Regions from separate parts of the Mus musculus genome. Here regions 1 and 3 are each linked to region 2. A link is a contact called in public HiChIP or PLAC-seq and promoter capture Hi-C data. All regions are on one chromosome and are shown on one strand. The core of a region is the stretch at or near the end of the contact, and the rest is flanking DNA. Distances in the headings are between cores, read along the strand shown. Region 1 holds the start of Fbxo21 (F-box protein 21). Region 2 holds the start of Hrk (harakiri, BCL2 interacting protein (contains only BH3 domain)). Region 3 has its middle 28 kb from the start of Gm46942.

Region 1 (2,700 bases), core at 112-2,611, 190 kb after region 2:
AAAAGGGAAATAGGAACAAGAGCTGAAAAGCTATGGCAGGCACACACGAACGAGCGCGTGCGCGCACGAACACACATACACACACACACACACACACACACACACACACACAGAGCATGACCAAGCCTGATGCTTACGTGCTCTGAAAAGAACCGCTTGGAGAAGGAAGCTACAATCTTCCGGGCTTCTAACCCAGCTTTCTGCCGAACTTTATATTCCTCTAACCAATTGACGTAGTCGGTGGGGCTGTAGTGCTTCATCAGGGAGGGCCACCTATAAGGGGGGGGGGGGGAGAGAAAACACCCTTTCTCAGCTCCGCAGAGACTGCAAAAAACCACGGAGGAGTCTGCGGGCAAGGGGGGGGGGGTGGACTTGGCAGAGGCTCTAGTTGCAATAATCATAGCGTATGCAATGCATTCCCTCACTACTCAGATGCAGTGACCTTGGCGTGGCGACACGAAAGGCAGCGTTTCTACCACCAGTAGCCGCCGCCCCCCCTCCGCCCCCCAATCTCTGCGCTGGCCACAATCACAGTGATGCTAACGGTTCTCGTGGATGGCGCGCCTCCCTCAGCATCAGGCCCTGCAAACCCGGGCCTCATCTTATTTGATTCCCCATAATGGGAAAAAAAAAAAAAGGAGGGGGGGTCTCATCACCGACCAGGAGACCCAGGCTCTGGAGAAGGGAGGTGGACCGACATCACCCCCTCCACCCCCAAGGTCACGAGCTGGACTGGCAGGTCCGATGCCGGCATCCTAAGGAGCTAGCCAGGAATGCACGCACCGCTGCTTTGCCTGCACGTCAACATCCTGCAGCGGCCACAAAAGATGCGCCTCCTCCTGCAGCCGGGAGGCGCGTGAAGGCCGCAGCCCCCCGGGGCGGAGCGCTCCGGAGGCCCCGGCCTCGGGCGGCTGCCGCGACCCCATCGGAGCTCCGGAGGGGGCCCCCCGGGCTGCAGGCAGGCCTTTGTCTGCGGCCGCGGGAAGAGGGCGGCGCGCGGCCCGGAGGCCCGGAGGGTGGCGGGGTGGGGCCCCACGCGAGGCCCGGCGCCGAGGGGCTCTGCGGGTCCCGGGAACGGGATGCTCGCTCACCTCACCCGGAACTGCTCCTTCCACACCTGCCCGCTGCTCTGGCACACCTCGCGCAGGCGGCGGCAGGTGCTGGACACGCGGCCGATGTCCAGCGCCGTGAGCGAGCCGCTGCACAGGATGTACTCCAGCACCTCGCCCGGCAGCTGCACCAGGCAGCTGGGGCCCGTCGCCTCAGCCGCGGCCTCCTCGGCCAGCGCCGGCACCACCTCCATAGCGCTGTCCCCCGCTACCGACGCCATCTTGTCCGCGTACCTGAGGGGGCCGCTGTGCGGGCGGGCGCGCGCGCGATAGGAGCCTAAGAAGCCGTACCACGCCCTCAGGGGGAGTGGCTGGGAACGCCCCGCCCACGCCAGGGGGTCCCGCCCACTCCGCTTGGAGGACTGGGAAGAGCCAGAGGCGAGAGCTGGCTGCTGCTGCAGAGATAAATGGTCCTTTCGCGTCCTGATTCTCCCAGGGGCATTTTTAAAAATGATAGCTGGGTGCTCGTCTTCGGCAGCGCAGATACTAAAACTGGAACGATGCAGAGATTTGCATGGATGCTGCGCCTAGGATGACACGCAAATTCGGGGAGGCGGTGGCACCTTTGATCTCCGCATTTAGGAGGTGGAAGTAGGCAGATCTCAGAGTTCGAGGCTAGCCTCAGCTATAGAGCGAGTTCCATGACAGCCAGAGATACACAGAGAAACCCTGTCTCGAAAATAAATATATCGAGGTTGCCCGGGCAGTGGTGGCGCACGCCTTTAATCCCAGCACTTGGGAGGCAGAAGCAGGTGGGTTTCCAAGTTCGAGGCCAGCCTGGTCTACAGAGTGAGTTTCAGGACAGCCAGGGCTACACAGAGAAACCCTGTCTCGAAAAACAAAACAAAACAAAACAAAATTGCCCTTTGGCCTTCACCTTCTCGATGGGACATGAGTCCACATAGACAATAACTAAAAGTTAAAAATGACTATGGTGGCTTACTTCCTAATTCCCAGCTCTCAGGAGACCGAGGCACGCAGATCAAAAGTTGGGCTATCTATATTAAGATCCGATCTCAAAAGCAATTTGAGACAGAGTCTGATGTAGTCCACTCTGGTCTTGAATTATGTATTGGAGAAGGACCTTGAGTTTCTGGCCCCCCTGCCTTTACCTCCCATAGCTTGTATTAAAGGCATACACCACCAAGATGTACTTCAGAGGTGGTAGTGCGGGGGTGAAACCCAGGGCTTGGTGCCGGTTAGCCATGCACTTTACAGCCATGCCATAGTCCCAAAATTAAGCTGTTGAAAATGGCTATCTTATACCAAGCACTTCCTGGAAGTGATTTGGCCTTCTCCACGGGTGACTCACTCTCCACTGGGTACTGAGGCAAGCATACTATTTGTTTTTGGGGACCCCTATTTCTAGCTCTATGATGGTGTGGAGAATAGTAGTAACCCCTGAATCTATGTCCTGATTTGAAGCAGGTCGAAGTATCGTGGGGAGCTCTCCTCTGTGTGACTGGGCTCCTTCAAGCCGCTGATCCCTTTGACTCTGCCTCCCAAAATGCTGAGTGTGATTTTAGAGGTGTTCATGGTGTCTGCTTTTAATTGTCTTCCACTCAACAATCCTTCATGATTTGGGGGACAT
Region 2 (2,700 bases), core at 174-2,673:
GCAGACCCTTGAGGAGACGGGAGTTGGCAGTGGAGATATGGAGACCTGGTCAAGTTGGAATACCAGGCGGTTTGAAAAGGGCCGGGGACTCGAGAACCTGTGGTGCATAATTAGGGGAGACTCTTAGCTCGGACTGGTGCAGTTCTACTGCGTGTGTTTACTGGGGCTGGCAGCGATTGTGGTGGCTTACGTCCTTCTAAAACCACTATGCTGCAGAGGAAGGAGGAGGAGAGAGAAGAGGGAGAAAGGAGAGAGGGGACAGTGAGGAGAGAGAGAAGGGGGGGAGAGAGAGAGAGGTGGAGAAGGAAGGGGGGACACGGGGTAGTGGGAGAGGAGAGAGAAAGCAGACTGGAGAAAGGGAAAACAGGAGAAAGTGGAAAGGCAGAGGAGAGCTACACAAGGGGAAGAATAACGTGAGCCAGGGGATTGGAGAAAGAAGAGAGTGAAAACACTGAAGAGAGATGAGAGTGAGGGAGAAGAGAGAGGAGTGGGGAGGGGGGGGAGAGTGAAGACAGAACAGAGACAGGGGAGCGGGAGGAGAGGGGGAGGAGGTAAGGAAAAAGAGGAGAGAGAGAGGGAAAGGAAAGGGAGAGGAAGGAGAAGGGGAGGAGGGAAGGAAAAAGAGGAGAGAGAGAGGGAAAGGAAAGGGAGAGGAAGGAGAGAGGGGGAGAGAGTGGAGATGGAGAGTGGAGGGAAAGAAGAGAGGAGAGAGATGAAGGAGGGAAGGAGAGAGGGAGAGAGAGGAAGGAGGGAGGAAGAGAGAGAGGGAGAGAAGAGAGAGGGGGAAGGAGAAGGGAGGAAGAGAAGAGAGAAAGGAGAGAGGAACAGAGGGAGGAGGAGAGAGAATGAGGGAAGAGAGGGAGGGAGAGGGAGAGAGAGAGAGAGAGAGAGAGAGAGAGAGAGAGAGAGTAGGGGGGATGAGGCGGAGCAGATACTCGGGGTCTGGATAAAGAGGGACAGAGGGCAAGCGAAGAGTAGGAGACCGGGTCCGCTGTTCCTCGCCGAGGAGCCCTGGCTCCCGCTGTCGCTGTCGCTCTCCCGCCCGCTTGCCCGCGTACCTGTTGCTCGGTCCGGGCTGGGTCTCGGCTCCGGTCCCCCCCACCAAGAAGGCCCCGCGCGCGCCGCCTACGCGCTCCGCCTGCCGAGCAGCCAGGCCGCCAGCGCCGCCACCTGCGCGGCCGCGCACAGCCAGGGCCAGCGGGCGCGGAGCGCGGGCAGCAGCGCGGGCAGCGGGTCCCGGGGCCGCGCGCGACGCCGCATGGCGCGTCGGTGCAGCTCGTCGCCCAGCGCCTGCAGCCGCAGCGCGGTCACCTGCGCCGCCGCCCAGCGCAGCCCGGGGCGAGCGTCGCCGCAACCGCACACGGCCGGGGGCCCGCGGCCGCGATGCCGGGGACACGGGCACATGGCGTGCGGAGGAGCCTCCCTGGACCCCAAGTTTCGCCCTTCACCGCGCGTTTGTTGTGCTGACGGCGCTATTATTAATTAAAGTGTCACATGGTGGAGGGGGCGGGGAGGGCGCGGGGAGGGGGTTACATCATCCGGCCCGGGGGGTGGGGAGTGTGTGCAGGAGAAAAAGCCGAGAGGTAACTTTTAACCCTCGAGACGCCGGCAGGGCGGGGACAGGCAGGGATGCGGGGCTTCGGGAATGCTGGCCCGGGGTCCGCTGTTTCGCTTCCCGGGCTGCGGGAGGCTCCAGCTCGGAGATAGCCTGGAAAGCCAGCTCGGTGCGCACTGTGAATTGAGCTCCGGGAGAATTCGGCCGTAATGCGAAAAGATCCCCGGGCTGTTGTGTGGCCTGGGTGGTGGGAGGCAGGGTTCAAGCCGACTTGCCCTGTTTCGGGACAGCCTCCGCACCTGTCAGCCTCCGGGTGGGTGCACACATTCCTGACACGCGTTCGCACCCCCTTCTGGTGACCTGACTTAAGCGCACCCCGGGGTGGGAGCCTGAACCCTGAAATGAAGGCGGGGGACCCGGGATGGGTTGGACTCCAACTTGGGCGAGTCGCCTTTGCACTCAAGACATCTCCCCACCCCCCACCCCCCACCCAAGAACGTGGTTCTAGAGAGAAGTTCTTGCAGCCTGCTTACTTTGTAGGCTTTATCTTTTCAAACGGGGTCAGAGTTTGCTGGCGACCCTGTAAGGCTTTGCCTTGGTGCCCAGTGAGGTTACCTAACCCAAAGGAAGACCAATCCAGTTTTGCTCCAGCTCCAGCCTGGGAAGTCCTCTGGGGAGGGTGCCGACCAGTGAGGAGGCTCCTGGGACTCCTTAGGGTGCTAGAGAGACCCGCCCACCATGTCCAAGCCACTGGATTTTGGACAGCTTTGGGATTGGGGCCTGAAGGAGCAGGGAAGTGGTCCATATACAACCTGGTCCATATAGTGGTTTCAGGCCAGCCACAGTTACAGAGAGAATCCTTTATTTAAAAACCCCAAAGAGTCAGGGATGCCTCTGTGGGTAAAGGTGCTTGCAACCGAACCTGATGACTTAATTTCAGTCCTGTGAATCCGTGTGTTCCAAAGACAGAAATCTGATACCCACAGATTGTCCTCTGACCTCCATATGTACTACCCTATGTGTATGCACATAAGATAGATAGATAGATAGATAGATAGATAGATAGATAGATAGATAGATAGATAGATAGATAGGAGATAGACAGACGTATTCAAACAGAAAACAAGTCGAGCAGTGGTTGTACA
Region 3 (2,700 bases), core at 171-2,670, 160 kb before region 2:
CACACACACACACTGCCATGACTTTTTTTTAAGCTAGTATCTTATTATGTAGACCAAGCTGGCCTTGAACTCACCATCCTCTTCCTCAGCTTCCCATGTGCTAGGATTACAAGTGTCTGCCACTAGGCCCAGCCAAGCTACCCTGCATGTATATCCAGCCACTGCTGGCATAAGGCATGGTAACCCTACAGTCCATGTTTGCTTATAGAGGCAGAGCACTGCAGCTCAGGTGCCTAGCATGGAAGGAGCCCGGGATTTGTTGTTGGCACCGGGATGGGTGGTATACATCTGTTCCCAAAGAGGAACCAAGCAGGCAAGCAAACAGACAAACAAAAACTAACCGTGGTGTCGCACACCTTTAATCTCAGCACTGCAGTTTAGAGGCGGAGGCAGGAGGATCTCTGAGTGCCAGACCAGACAGGGCTACATAGTTTTCTCAAAAGGAAACAAAAAACAAAAACGAAAAACAACAAAACCCTTCAAAATAATAATTTAAATGCATGAATGCATAAATTGGCACTTTGTCAAGGTCAAATGGGCACTAAGCACTTCGCTGTCTAGCAGAAGCTCTGGGCTTCTTCACCAGTGTGTACAACAGACACTAAGCCACTGTCTCTAGGTAACAGGGACTTTCTACTCTGTCATCTTGCAGGACACTGTCATATATGCCTGTATTAGATGAGCAAAGGTGTTTTTGTGTAAGTTACCTTCCCTTCAATGCTTCCAGCCCTGTGGTGGCCTATGTGGACAACCTGTTGGCTCTCAACAACAGAAGATAGACTTGCTTACCTCCTCCGGAGGTACCCAAGACCCTGCTATAAGTAATCTGTGAGCATCACTCCTGGCGTGGCAGGGTTTACCGTTCACCAGTTATCTACACAGGAAACTGACATTCACAGACATTAAATGCCCATCGCAGGTCACATGGCTCAACGACAACTTGATTTACAGCCCCCACCCCTAGCCCCCACCCTGTCTGGCTGCCCCGGAGCCTATGATGAAGTGATTCCAATAGCGGAAAGTCATGTCACCTCTGTGCCCCAAATAACCAGGCCTGGGCTTGAGACCAAGCATCTCCCTCCGCAGCCACAGTGACCGCAGCAGCTCCCTCAGACGGCCACCTTCACCTCTTTTATTTTATTGTTTTCCCTCGTTTTATTGCCTTGGCACAAGGCCGACGGCAGAGGGTAGGCAGAGATCAGAGTCCGCCTCTCCTCTGGAAATGACTTCGGAGTTCAGCCCGCCCTCCTCCCAGTGTTTGGAACCTAACGTTCTGGAAAGTGGATCGCAGGACGGATCGCTGCCGCCACCGCCGCCGCTGCTGCTGCTGCTGCCGCCGGCGGCTTCCGCCACCGGATCTCACTTAAGGGCACAAAAGCTGGGAAATTTCAGAGCCAGTCTGGCCCAGAGGGTGGAGAAGAGGACCTGAGCTCTTGAGCCAGCCTTCAAAAGAGTCTCCCTGGCTGCAGGGAATACGGAGACCACCCGCCGGCCAGCCTGCTCCACTGCAAACAGGAAACCCCAGAGTTTATAGATGACCCCGTTACAAGGCAAATGTTTTGGAACAAATTGTTCATTTAAGTCCTTGTTTTCCACTAGCTTCTCATACTGGATTCCCCCCCCCTCCCCTTTTCCTCCAGCCCACTGTCCTTGTTAAACCAGGGCCGTGGCGCCACCTGCTGCCCATCCTGTGATGACAGTAGCGTCTCCAGTGGGATTCCGGGGCCCTGGGTCCCTCTCCCCACCTCTCAGATGGATGGGACGATAGTCCCCCTCATCCTGGCCCCCGGATTTGTGGTTAAGATCATGAGCCAAGTCGCTGGAGAAGTGCTCTGTGGCTAGGTGACCTGAGACTCCCTGTCCCCATTATTCATCCTCAGGGACAGCAGGGCTCCCACGTGCAGAAAAGACAAACCAGATGGTATCACCAGGCAAAGCCCGGGCTTGGTTTCCCCGCAGGCAGCCACACCAGCATCAGCTAACCACGTGACTCCGCGGCCTCCATTTCTTTCGGATTCCACAGTAGCCCCTAAGGCAGGTGGGATGGAAGGTCGCGCGTGGGCCTGGCGGGCAGTACACGCTCTTTCTGCATGTCCACTTGCCCAGTCTAGACCTCGTGGAAGTGATATATTTATCGCCACAGAATGAACAGGAGCCCCAAGTGTCTGGAGATGTACGTCAGCTGATAGAGCACTTACCCAACATGCATGAAGTCCTGGGTTCGATTCCCGAATGTCATATAAACAGGGCATAGCGGAAACATACCTATCTTCCTAGCACTGGGAGGTAGAGGCAGGAGGATCAGAAGTTCAACTTTACATAGCTTGATGTCAGTCTGGTCTCAAAGAAGGAAGATACAAAGAATAGAAGCCACAAGAGTTCTGGGCCTGCAGCCTGACATCAGCTCCCCCCCCCCCCCGCCCCTCCCGCTCCCCAAACCTCGGGCAAATTGTCTTCCCCCCCCCCCAAGCCTCAGTTTCCCACGGTGTGTAAAGAGGCAGTAATAGTCACTAGATCTCAAGAGGTTGAACCGCGGGGCTTAGAGACAATCTGTGCTTGTCATTCTTCCTGAAGGGGAAAGAGCAATTAGCAAATGGTTTGAGGAGGGGCCAGTGAAGGAGCAAGTTCACATCCAGGAGTGGGTTAGTGAGAATTCAGTCACCAACTGGGCCTTCTCTGCCTCACCCAGATACTTTGTTT

What was found. HiChIP or PLAC-seq counts read pairs in DNA pulled down with a chosen protein or histone mark. Capture Hi-C pulls out chosen DNA fragments and counts their contacts.
Region 1: a contact with region 2 is called in a promoter capture Hi-C map of adipose tissue. The contact joins the promoter of Fbxo21 here to the promoter of Hrk in region 2. A contact is called at or near these places in 5 of 39 promoter capture datasets (embryonic stem cells, hippocampal neurons, liver and 2 more), 3 of 115 datasets of contacts at active chromatin or transcription factors (effector CD8 T cells, embryonic stem cells and memory CD8 T cells) and 3 of 9 other capture datasets (adipose tissue, liver and pancreatic islet).
Region 3: a contact with region 2 is called in an H3K4me3 HiChIP or PLAC-seq map of embryonic stem cells, with 19 read pairs. The contact joins the enhancer-like site here to the promoter of Hrk in region 2. A contact is called at or near these places in 2 of 484 Hi-C or Micro-C datasets (cortical neurons and embryonic stem cells), 2 of 115 datasets of contacts at active chromatin or transcription factors (bone marrow-derived macrophages and embryonic stem cells) and 2 of 9 other capture datasets (adipose tissue and pancreatic islet).

The regions. Positions count from the first base shown.
Region 1 is chr5:117,975,431-117,978,130 of GRCm38.p6, reverse strand. It overlaps Fbxo21 (F-box protein 21), which reads right to left and starts at 1,361. Exons shown (of 12, transcript NM_001346588.1): 1 at 1,092-1,361; 2 at 138-273. The coding sequence starts at 1,330.
Region 2 is chr5:118,168,487-118,171,186 of GRCm38.p6, reverse strand. It overlaps Hrk (harakiri, BCL2 interacting protein (contains only BH3 domain)), which reads right to left and starts at 1,423. Exons shown (of 2, transcript NM_007545.2): 1 at 1,059-1,423. The coding sequence starts at 1,404. The coding sequence ends at 1,126.
Region 3 is chr5:118,330,716-118,333,415 of GRCm38.p6, reverse strand. No RefSeq gene overlaps it. Among named protein-coding and RNA genes, the nearest start is that of Gm46942, 28 kb to the left of the region's middle. Within about 2 kb of position 1,420, at least 134 of the 459 cell types and tissues checked have an H3K27ac peak or open chromatin away from gene starts, as enhancers often do. A contact at or near this core is called in adipose tissue, bone marrow-derived macrophages, cortical neurons and 2 more, where this site is marked.